Linked DNA regions of Mus musculus: regions 2 and 3 are each linked to region 1. A link is a contact called in public HiChIP or PLAC-seq data. All regions are on one chromosome and are shown on one strand. The core of a region is the stretch at or near the end of the contact, and the rest is flanking DNA. Distances in the headings are between cores, read along the strand shown. Region 1 overlaps 7420700N18Rik (RIKEN cDNA 7420700N18 gene). Region 2 overlaps Nrg1 (neuregulin 1). Region 3 has its middle 170 kb from the start of Nrg1.

Region 1 (3,156 bases), core at 261-2,760:
AAAGCATGCTGAAGGTGAATTGCTCCTGGCCAGCCTGCCTGGCCAGTGCCTAACCAGAGAGCCTGCTCCAACTTGTTTAATGGCTGTCACCGATTCGCAGACATTTGAGCAGAACGTGCCCGTGATAGAGTCAGAGCCATTGGAAGGCTGAGCTACTTAGAGATCAAAGCAAAATGCTCCTAGGCTTCTGTGAGCTGCACCATTCATTTGCAGTCCCACTGAGTGGGACAAAAATGTCTTTTGATTGCACACTAATGTGGGATCATCAGAAAGAACACTGGTGACATTCAGACACAAAAGAAAACCAGGAGGCAGAAGGACCTCAAAGTGACCTTGGTGACAAAAAGCACGTCCGCAGAAACACACATATCTCAGGCAGTGTGGCCAACAGTGAGAAAGCTATGCCAGCTGACATTTCATTTCTGAGTAGCAGCTCCTTAAGCATTTGGAGCTGGGACGCTCATCCCACTCTCATGGAAACCCCCAAGAACTCTCACAAATGCCTGCTTTTACTTTGCTTCCCTTAAAACAACCAAAATTCCCTCCTCACAATTGTTGGGACATCCCAACAGCACAGTCCTTTCTTTCCCAGCTTGCAATGCAAACAAATATTGTTTTGTCCATTTCTTGTGGGTACTCACTCCAGCCTCATACCAATGTTAACATTTTTTCCCCCTTATCAAATGGTATTTCCTAGAACTACCTGAAGGTGGCAGTATTGTGCATCAGCCAGTGATTAGTAAGGAGATCAGGAACCAATTAAGGAAATGATTTAAGGAGTAGGCTGTAACTGACTCAAAATGAACAGATTATATACTGTGGAGACTTTTTTGAGCCTGAATACAACCACCCTACCCCCCACCCGCAGACATACACTCCAATGTGCATATATAGTGCAAAAGGTAAGAGGAAACCGAAATGACATGTCAACAGAGGGTAATGCTATTATTATCATCTCAAATATGCTCAGTCTATATAATTAACACAGTGATATCTTGGGGGGGGGGTGTATGGGTCATTAAGACAGCTGGCTGAAGAAATTCCAATGATGCCAATTCACCAGGAATTTCCCAGGAGGAAGGCCATTATTCTTTCTCCAACTAAAGCCTCCAAGATGCTGCAGTCCATGTATTTTGGAAGCAGACCCCTATTTCCCTTGGAGGGACATGAAGCAAGACTGTGTAGATATTTTACATTTGTCCATTCTACAAAAGTCTCCAGCTCTCTGAGGTGGAACAGAGCAACAGCATTCCAGTAAAACTAACTGACCATTGAAGTGGTGGTGATGGTGGGGGTGAGGGGATCATTGCCCATAATAGTGCCTGGAAAGGATATATGCAACTCTAGCATTGTCAGACCGAACCCATTCCTGTAACCAAGATGTTTATTAGGGCATACTTGGCAACTGCATCACAGCACCACCTAGGAAGCTGATGAATAATTGATTCAGACTGAGTGGACATTTCAAGGGACATTGACCACATAGCTGTGAAGTTGAAGCTGAAGGTCAGTTACAAGACACAGGTCAGAGGCAGGAGGAAAGTCCCTGTGTGTCAGAGGCAGGGCATAAGCTAGGTCTTCTCAGATCTTAGATTGGAGCAGATCCAGGCTTTCAGCTGAGTCATTCTCTTAGGGTGTTTGATTACTGGGGCTTTCCACATTTTTAGAATTCCGAAGGAGAAGTGGCACAGATACTGTTTGGATCTGCCATTGAAATGAGACAGCACAAACGGTCACTTTGTTTTGTTTTGTTGCAACAGTGAGTTGCCTGGTACTGTTTCACATCCGTATAGGACGTTGTTAGGCTCACTCAGAGATTCTTCCCAGAGACCAGTGGGTTATGGTGTGGGAAAAGACTCCTGGAGAGAAATGACATTTTAGAAAACTCCACGTCAAGAAATTGTGTGTTTCTGACTGAGTAGTTTCTAGAATGTAGACATAGTTACAACTACTTTGGATATTTTATGCCATTTAATCTTCATAACACCATATGAGGTAGAAATAAATTTATCTATCTATCTATCTATCTATCTATCTATCTATCTATCTATCTATCTATCTATCTATCTATCTCAATTGTATAGAAGTTGACCTTTCCCAAAGCTATAACTGCCAAGCAACAGGGCTGGTATCCAAACTCTGAGTTTCCTTAGGAGAAGGAGGGTTAAATATATTTATGAAACCATTGAACTTGAACCATTTTGTTGAATTTAGAAAGTAATGGGCCATCGTGAATTTCTTTCTTTTTTTTTTTTTTTTAAAGATTTATTTTATGTGTGTCTATTTGCCTGCATGTCTGTGCACTGTGTGCTCACAGAGGCCAGGAAAAGGCATTGGATCCATTTCCTGAGACTGAGTTACAGATGGTCATGAGCTGCCCTGTTGGTGCTGGGAACTGAACCCAAGTCCTGTGCAAGAGCAGCCAGTGGAGTGAGCCATCCCTTCTGTCTCTCTCTCTCTCTTTTTTTTTCTTTTGCAACCAGTGTATATTAGTACAAAATAATAGGTTTTAGTATGATATTTCAACACACACATATATGTCCTATTTACCCTCTGTTATATTTTACATACATTATAAAGTTGGCAGAGTATGACTAGTAAGCTTCAGTGTCTCATGGTATTAATTATTAGTGCATAACCTCAGATAAAAATCCATTACTCGATGCCCACCAATTTGGAGATGCTTCCCACGGACCAGTAAGTGTACTGTGGGGCCAGCACTGATCCACATTTTAAGAAGAGTTTATTTTGTACTTTAGAGGACAAGACTGGGTGCCCTAACTCTGGAGATGACCTCTTGTCCTAAACACTACCTCCTACAGGCTCAACTCTCCAACAATAAACCTGTCACCCAGTGCCAACCCTTTGCTTCTACCATTATTGCTGGAAATGCTGCCCTTTTTGATTAAGTTGAAGTGTCTCCTCTTTCCTATGCAAGAGACCTGGGAGATGGATATATGCCTAGTCATAGGCCATATAGGCTGAGTGGGAATGTTTTGAAGGTGGGAAATTAGGCCATCTACTTGACATGTAAGCAAAAAGTCCCTGCTGATCTCAAAGACATACTTACAGCATTGCTCAGGATCCTGCACTCCCTGGCTGCTTTGTCACCTCTGGTGTCCAGGGGTCATTGGTATGTCACATGGCCTTTAGAAA
Region 2 (3,156 bases), core at 331-2,830, 470 kb after region 1:
AACCTTTAGCACTGTTTGTCATGGAAAAGAGAAAGGACTATGATCATTTATGAGAAAGCCGATGACCTAACAGCTAAATTTTGTTATTTAAACACCAGATTACCTAGGATCCAATAAAACAGAACTGTGTTCTAATCAAGACTTTTGTCTTACAGTAGTAACAAAAATACTAAAATTTCTCAAAGGTACACTAGCCTTAAAAATGACACTTATTATAACACTATGCGTTCTTAATTTTACATAGTGCCTTAGGAGATCATTTCATTTTTAAGTCTATGTTAAGATAAATTCTAAGGAATGCCCAGAGTTGCTTTAGCTTAGAGTCCAGTTATGATTAATGTAGCCTTGTCCTTCCATGTGAGGTCCAGAGCTTTACTGTGGTTATAAGGTGCATGAATGTTAGCAGTTAGTAATCCCTAACAATTTTCTATAATCTTTCCAACCAGGAGAAATAGCAATTATAAATCACTCATTAAATTAATAAACATAGTTGAATCCTTATGAAAAGCAGTTGAATAGTGATAATACTCCACAAATGATCCAGCACATTTACTAAGGATTCATTCATAGATGCATGTGTTTTGAGAATCAGTTTATGAACACTCTAGACATACTCAAAGATATTTACAAATTCCCAAGAAAGATCTGGTTCTATAGGGTTCTGGCCAATTTTATAAACTATTTATCAGTTACAGTCAACTTGTAAGCCATCTTTAGACATCTTCCTTCCTTTGTTTCCTGGTTTCATCTTTGTCCCTGGAGAACAGTGGAGGGAAGAAACCTGATGGCCAGTATTCTACTCATTAGTCATCACTCCGCAATGAAACATTTGGCCAGTTTTTAAAATACCCTGTCAGGAAGAATAACATGTCTTCTTCTTTAGTACTAACTGTGGCATCTCCTTTTACACTGTAAAACATGTGAACTTATCTATCTACTTGGTGTTGATATTTACAAACATAAAGTTATGAAAATGTCAACAAACCCATTCTGGGAAATAGTGACTTGTTCTGCTTGCTGTCAAAGCCTCCTGCTGTTTCTCTGGATTGCCCATGGATGCCGCACTCAGACTTCTGGGTTGCTTTGCTGTAGTATCACATTGCAAACACAGACATTGTTCACCCTGTAGCTGGCTTGGTATTCCAGCCAGAGCTCGCCTACTCACTGGCTGAGTATCTGCATTGTAGATTATTTTTCTTTTCCCAAATGTATTGTTACTATTAGTCTGCATTTTTCGAAGATGAATCTTATTCTGTTATCAGCCTTTAAGTGAAAATACTTGAGGCTTATATGTGTTTTTCTAATTTGTGTTTTAGTGTCCTTTACAGTGTCATCTGCAAAAGCCATTTGTTTCCTCAAGAGGATGCCCTTCTTAACATCATTAAAGAAAAATACTAAATAGAAAACATTCCAATAATGTTTCTTTCAGATTTAGCCTATACCTCCCATTACTGCTCAGCTGGCATATGCCTCCCCCTTCTTTTATTATGACCCTGGGACTAACTTCTAGTCCATGAGATAACAGAATACATATAGCGGCCTCATAGGTCTCATGAGTCAATACTGAGGTAAAGTACAAATCACACACTGGCTCTCACACGTGCTTCCTCACTAACAGTGAGTGTGGCATGTTTAGGAACACATCTCTCCTTGCCAGAGCCTTAGGCCTTACCAAACACTAAGCTTGTACTGTTTCCAGTGAAATGCTTACTCCGAGACTATAACACTCACCAGCGTTTATACAACTCGAGGCATCCTTAAGTCAAGGCAAAGGACCTCGCCATGTTACAGTGACACATGACATACTGGCTGCTCATCTGTGGTCTGTCAGTCTTCCCTTCGAAGGCTCTGAGGCACTATCTCATTCTTTCTGTGCTAACAGACCTGTTTGATGATGAGACATCTAAATGGGTTTCTTCTAAATTATTAAGTCGAAATATTTTGAAACTGCATTTTTATTTAACATAGACAGTCTGAAGGTGGTAGCTTCATACTTTCTGTCCCTCTACAAAACCTTCGTCTTTTATTCCTTAAGGACCTAGACATAATCTTAGGTCCTAATGTCTTCATAGTACTTGGTGCATCAATAATTGATTATTAAATCGATGGCTTGAAACATGGGTATTATGTTCACTGGCCCTTGTCTCCTGAAGGAAGAGGTCAGTGTGGTTTTGTTCATCCCTGGATGCTCAGCATGAACTCAGGCCTGCCTCGTGGGAACCTAATCAACACACATTGTTGCTAGCTGATGCAAGAGACGTGTATGTAGAGAGAGTTTAGCCAATGTTCTAATTCTAGACAGAACTGCACTTACATTGGTCCCTACAGGACTTTTTTTCAGACTATACTAGGAAGTCAAAATCTAAATACATTCACAAATACTAAGAGTGCTAGGATTCTCTGCACAGAAGAAAAAACTGAAGACGTGGGCGTCTGAAGAACTCAGTGTCTATATTCTTAAGAGTCCCATCAATTTCTCTCACAACTTCTGTTTCTGATAAATATGATGGCACCCAAGAACAGAGAAGTTCCCTATAAGAGAACACTCTCCTGCAAGTGGAATCAGCATGGCATTTACAATGTTCTAAAACTCCAATGGATTCTCATCATGCCTGTTTATGTCAAGTCATCTACTGATAAATAGTGTAGATATCACCACTGCTACCATCCTGACAGTATTTTGTGAAACTTTAGCCTTAAGCTAGTATGGCTGACTCTTTCTTTGTATCTTACTTAGCCCCTGGGTTTCCCTATCATGTGTAGCTAAGCATATTCTTGTGTTCATGGTTTTATCTTCCTGGTTCTCAAAGTTACTCTGGCTCCTTCTTAGCTTTCACACTACCCAAAGATTCCTGCTCAGCTTATAGAACATGTACCTAGATGCACTACTGAACAGAGGTTTTTGTTTTCTTTTGTTTCTATTTTTGTGTTGTTGTTGTTGTTGTTGTTGGTTTTTTGTTTGTTTGTTTTTTATGTTTGTTTCACTTCGTGCAGTGGAGGTGCTATTCTGGGGAGGCACATCACCATCTTCATCCTCATATCCAGATCCTAACTTTTAGTGTTTGTGTGTGTATTTATAAGAAGGCATAAGGATGGGTATACGCTACAAAACTAGGTAGAAGATCATGGGATCAAGAGGAGTAAGAAAGGGCAGGG
Region 3 (3,156 bases), core at 166-2,665, 380 kb after region 1:
TAAATAAATATTTAAAAAATAAATTAATTAAAGAAAAATAAAAGCAAGGGGAACAGATAATAAAAAAGGAAGCAGAATATATATGTATAGCATAGAAATTTTTTTATTTGTTAGAATTTTAGGCAGTAACAATTTTCTACATTAAATCTTTATGCTGAGCATTTTAAATATGGGCATAAAATGTTTGAAAGGTGAAAAAAATGAATCCATTCCCACAGAAGAAGAAGGAGGAGGAGGAGGAAGAGAGGAGGAGGAGGACGGGGAGGAGGAGGAGGGGGAGGAGGGGGTGGGGCTGGAGATAGAGGTCAGTGGTTGCCCCAATGTCAACCTTGTTCAAGATCCTCAGTTCACTTCCCAGAAGTGGAAAAAAAAAATGGAAGCAAAAGTTTGGAAGGTCAGTTTAAAATAGTGACCATTAGGGCTGGTGGAGGAGAGAAATGGGTACAGTCTATCTATCCAAGAGGCAACTTAGAAGACCAACCTTGTACAAGAGTCTGAATGTAACCATCACTGACGTTTCCATTAGAAAATGGGTAAGGTGGAAAATATGACACTGGTATGTCATCAACAAGAAGAAGCACTGAAAAGGAAGCTGGAGGCTCTAAGCCTAAACTATTCAGACTGAGTTAAGTGCCAAGGCAAGCTGTGGCGCCTTAACAGCATTTACCATAATGATTCCTCTATTTATGTTTTAGTTTTCCTCCCTTGAAAACAAGAAAATTACCCAGACAATACAAGTGAAGGAAAACTGATAGCCACAGAAAGCTATATTTAAGAAAAATAAAATTTTCACTAAAATGTGTTTTTATAATTCTAAACGCTATCAGTTGGCTTTCTCCTTACATGTGTCTACACAGCTTCCTTTGACCCATCTCCTTTCTCCCTTCTTGGGAGATAGGCAGTTCTGAGAAGAGCCGGTTCCACACATGCCTCCTTTCCTCATTGCTGAATCACAGGCTTCATTTGAGAGACAAGAAGATCAGTCAGCTTTTGGCTAAAATTTCCTCATGAAGACAATAATCCAGACCCAAGTGGCTGTTCTGGTCCCATGGGTCTGCACACTCCAGCTATTTACTTTAGGGGAGATTTTGCTCTGTGATACTTGGGTACATTGTGATAGGTTACTTTGTTTTGTCTTCTTTGCACATGATGGTCCTGGGTGGGAACAGTGGAGTTCCCCTGTCTCCTCAATCCATCAAATGGCAAGTTTTTCCTGATATCATCAGACTGCACTTTCAACTGACCAAATCGACTAGTGGTTTTGGCACTGTGTACATTGCCTCAGTAAGGGTCTGCTGAACTCTGAGTAGAAATATGTGCCAAATTATATGCAAATTTGTATTTTTCATGGGAGCTAGGAGCTTTGGCACTTAATTTTGAGTTTTCTTTTATAGCTGAGTCTGTAGCACTGGCCAAGATCTGCATTTTAATCCTTTTAATCATTCAACATAAATCATGCTCTCAGCCCCTTAATCATTCGTGTTCTTCTTCTTTGAACTTTCTCCAATTTCCTTACATCCTTCATTGCATAAAAAAGAGTTTTTAACAGGCCTGTTTCACTTCCAAGAATCTGTTTTGCGGTAGAAATACTGGGGGTTTAGAGAAATATGCAGTCTGGTCTTTGGAAATTCATAAACACCTGACTCAGAAAGATGATTTTATGTCCCTTTTCTCCTAGGTAATATAGAGCAGGGTTTCATAACGACTATTCATAATCTGATCTATATTTTTATTGTATATTTATTTAACATCTATTTTGTAAAGTGGTCTTATCCCCCCACACACACACACACATACACAAACACATGCACATACTTCTTGCATGAGAGAAGCAACTGGTAGAAGAAATCCACTGCTCACATTCTAGGGAGCAAAGATTCCATCCCATCCCAGCTTCCTCTCTAATCTGGTCCTAGAGGTCCTGCCAAGTGTCTTAGGGAAACTTAAAGAAGACTTAAAAAGGTTCCCTAGAGGAAAAGGCAAGAGAGAAGTTGGAGTGCTTTGCCACACATCTGCCTTTCTCACAATCCTCCTTTTCTTCAGTCTTCAGCCTTATCCTTACCCTTGAGCACAGCGCATGCTCCAGAGGGCAGCAACTGTATCCTGAGCATCACTGTCCTTTAAAACTTAGATACAAAATACATGCCACATAGTAAGCACCTTGCAAATGTGTGTCGTAAATGAAGTCACCTGGAATTTCTCAATCATCCTGTGATAAGGATGACTGACAATTCATATATAAATTACTGTGTAAAATATACCAGGCAGGTAATTATCAAAGTCTCTCTCAACTTCAGTATATATTTCAAATTATCCTGGGATTCTAAGATCAACCTGTTAGGAGACGTAGGATCATCACAGATCTAGGTCACTTGGTCTAACTCTTTTCTGATGCACAAGCCTGTGTGGTTCAATCTCCTGTGGTTTATTACTCACTCTTTGCTTGAACACTCCTATCATTTCCTCCCAAAGCAGTTCTTATTACATAGTTAAATGGTTGCAATATTCTTTTCTATTAGTTAGCATTTTCCTACAGCCTCCACCATAGGGCTTTGTTGTCAGAACACATTAATCTCTCTACTGGGAAATCCTTCAGATATTGATAGAACTAATATTTCCCTACTAAACTTGGTCTGTATATTAAATGTCCCTGACTTTTTTTTTCTAAAAATATATAACAGGATTTTAAGTTAGGGAATTCTGTATCTATTCACCCTGAGAACTGAAACATGAATAGAAAAAGTAAACCAGCAAGAGATCCTGCTGTTGACAGAGGACTGAACAGTAACATAATGACTAAATATTAATACTAGTCAGCTTTGTGTTATAACAAAATACCGGAGGCAGTGCAGATATGAAGAAAAAAATTCTTATTCTTACCTACTTTGTTTAGAAATTCAAGGCCATGGCCACCGAGTTGCTCAGTTGTACGATGGGCCTTCTATTTCCATTATATTACATCCTTGTAAAGGAGAATGTTGCTATAAAAACTACATCACCACAGAGGAAGTTTTTGAGAATGATGGGATCCCACAGTCCCTACCTCCCAAGGGTTTCAATATCAATCATTAGCATCTCCTCGAGGGCAAGTTTCAGCCATAGTGAACTCCAAGGGACACATGGACCACACTCAAACAACCATACCTACTGTGGATT

The links. HiChIP or PLAC-seq counts read pairs in DNA pulled down with a chosen protein or histone mark.
Region 2: a contact with region 1 is called in a CTCF HiChIP or PLAC-seq map of the NIH/3T3 cell line, with 7 read pairs. The contact joins two enhancer-like sites. A contact is called at or near these places in 1 of 15 datasets of contacts at CTCF or cohesin (the NIH/3T3 cell line), 3 of 484 Hi-C or Micro-C datasets (the C2C12 cell line, the MC38 cell line and adipose-derived mesenchymal stem cells) and 2 of 115 datasets of contacts at active chromatin or transcription factors (embryonic fibroblasts and vascular smooth muscle cells).
Region 3: a CTCF HiChIP or PLAC-seq map of the NIH/3T3 cell line shows a contact between it and region 1, with 8 read pairs. The contact joins two enhancer-like sites. A contact is called at or near these places in 1 of 15 datasets of contacts at CTCF or cohesin (the NIH/3T3 cell line) and 1 of 115 datasets of contacts at active chromatin or transcription factors (embryonic stem cells).

The regions. Positions count from the first base shown.
Region 1 is chr8:31,371,836-31,374,991 of GRCm38.p6, forward strand. All of the region lies in intron 1 of 7420700N18Rik (RIKEN cDNA 7420700N18 gene), which reads left to right. Among named protein-coding and RNA genes, the nearest start is that of 7420700N18Rik, 5.7 kb to the left of the region's middle. Within about 2 kb of position 1,511, at least 78 of the 459 cell types and tissues checked have an H3K27ac peak or open chromatin away from gene starts, as enhancers often do. A contact at or near this core is called in the C2C12 cell line, the NIH/3T3 cell line, adipose-derived mesenchymal stem cells and 1 more, where this site is marked.
Region 2 is chr8:31,841,256-31,844,411 of GRCm38.p6, forward strand. The region is part of intron 2 of Nrg1 (neuregulin 1); the gene reads right to left. Among named protein-coding and RNA genes, the nearest start is that of Nrg1, 76 kb to the right of the region's middle. Within about 2 kb of position 1,581, at least 32 of the 459 cell types and tissues checked have an H3K27ac peak or open chromatin away from gene starts, as enhancers often do. A contact at or near this core is called in the C2C12 cell line, the NIH/3T3 cell line, adipose-derived mesenchymal stem cells and 1 more, where this site is marked.
Region 3 is chr8:31,748,811-31,751,966 of GRCm38.p6, forward strand. No RefSeq gene overlaps it. Among named protein-coding and RNA genes, the nearest start is that of Nrg1, 170 kb to the right of the region's middle. Within about 2 kb of position 1,416, at least 20 of the 459 cell types and tissues checked have an H3K27ac peak or open chromatin away from gene starts, as enhancers often do. A contact at or near this core is called in the NIH/3T3 cell line, where this site is marked.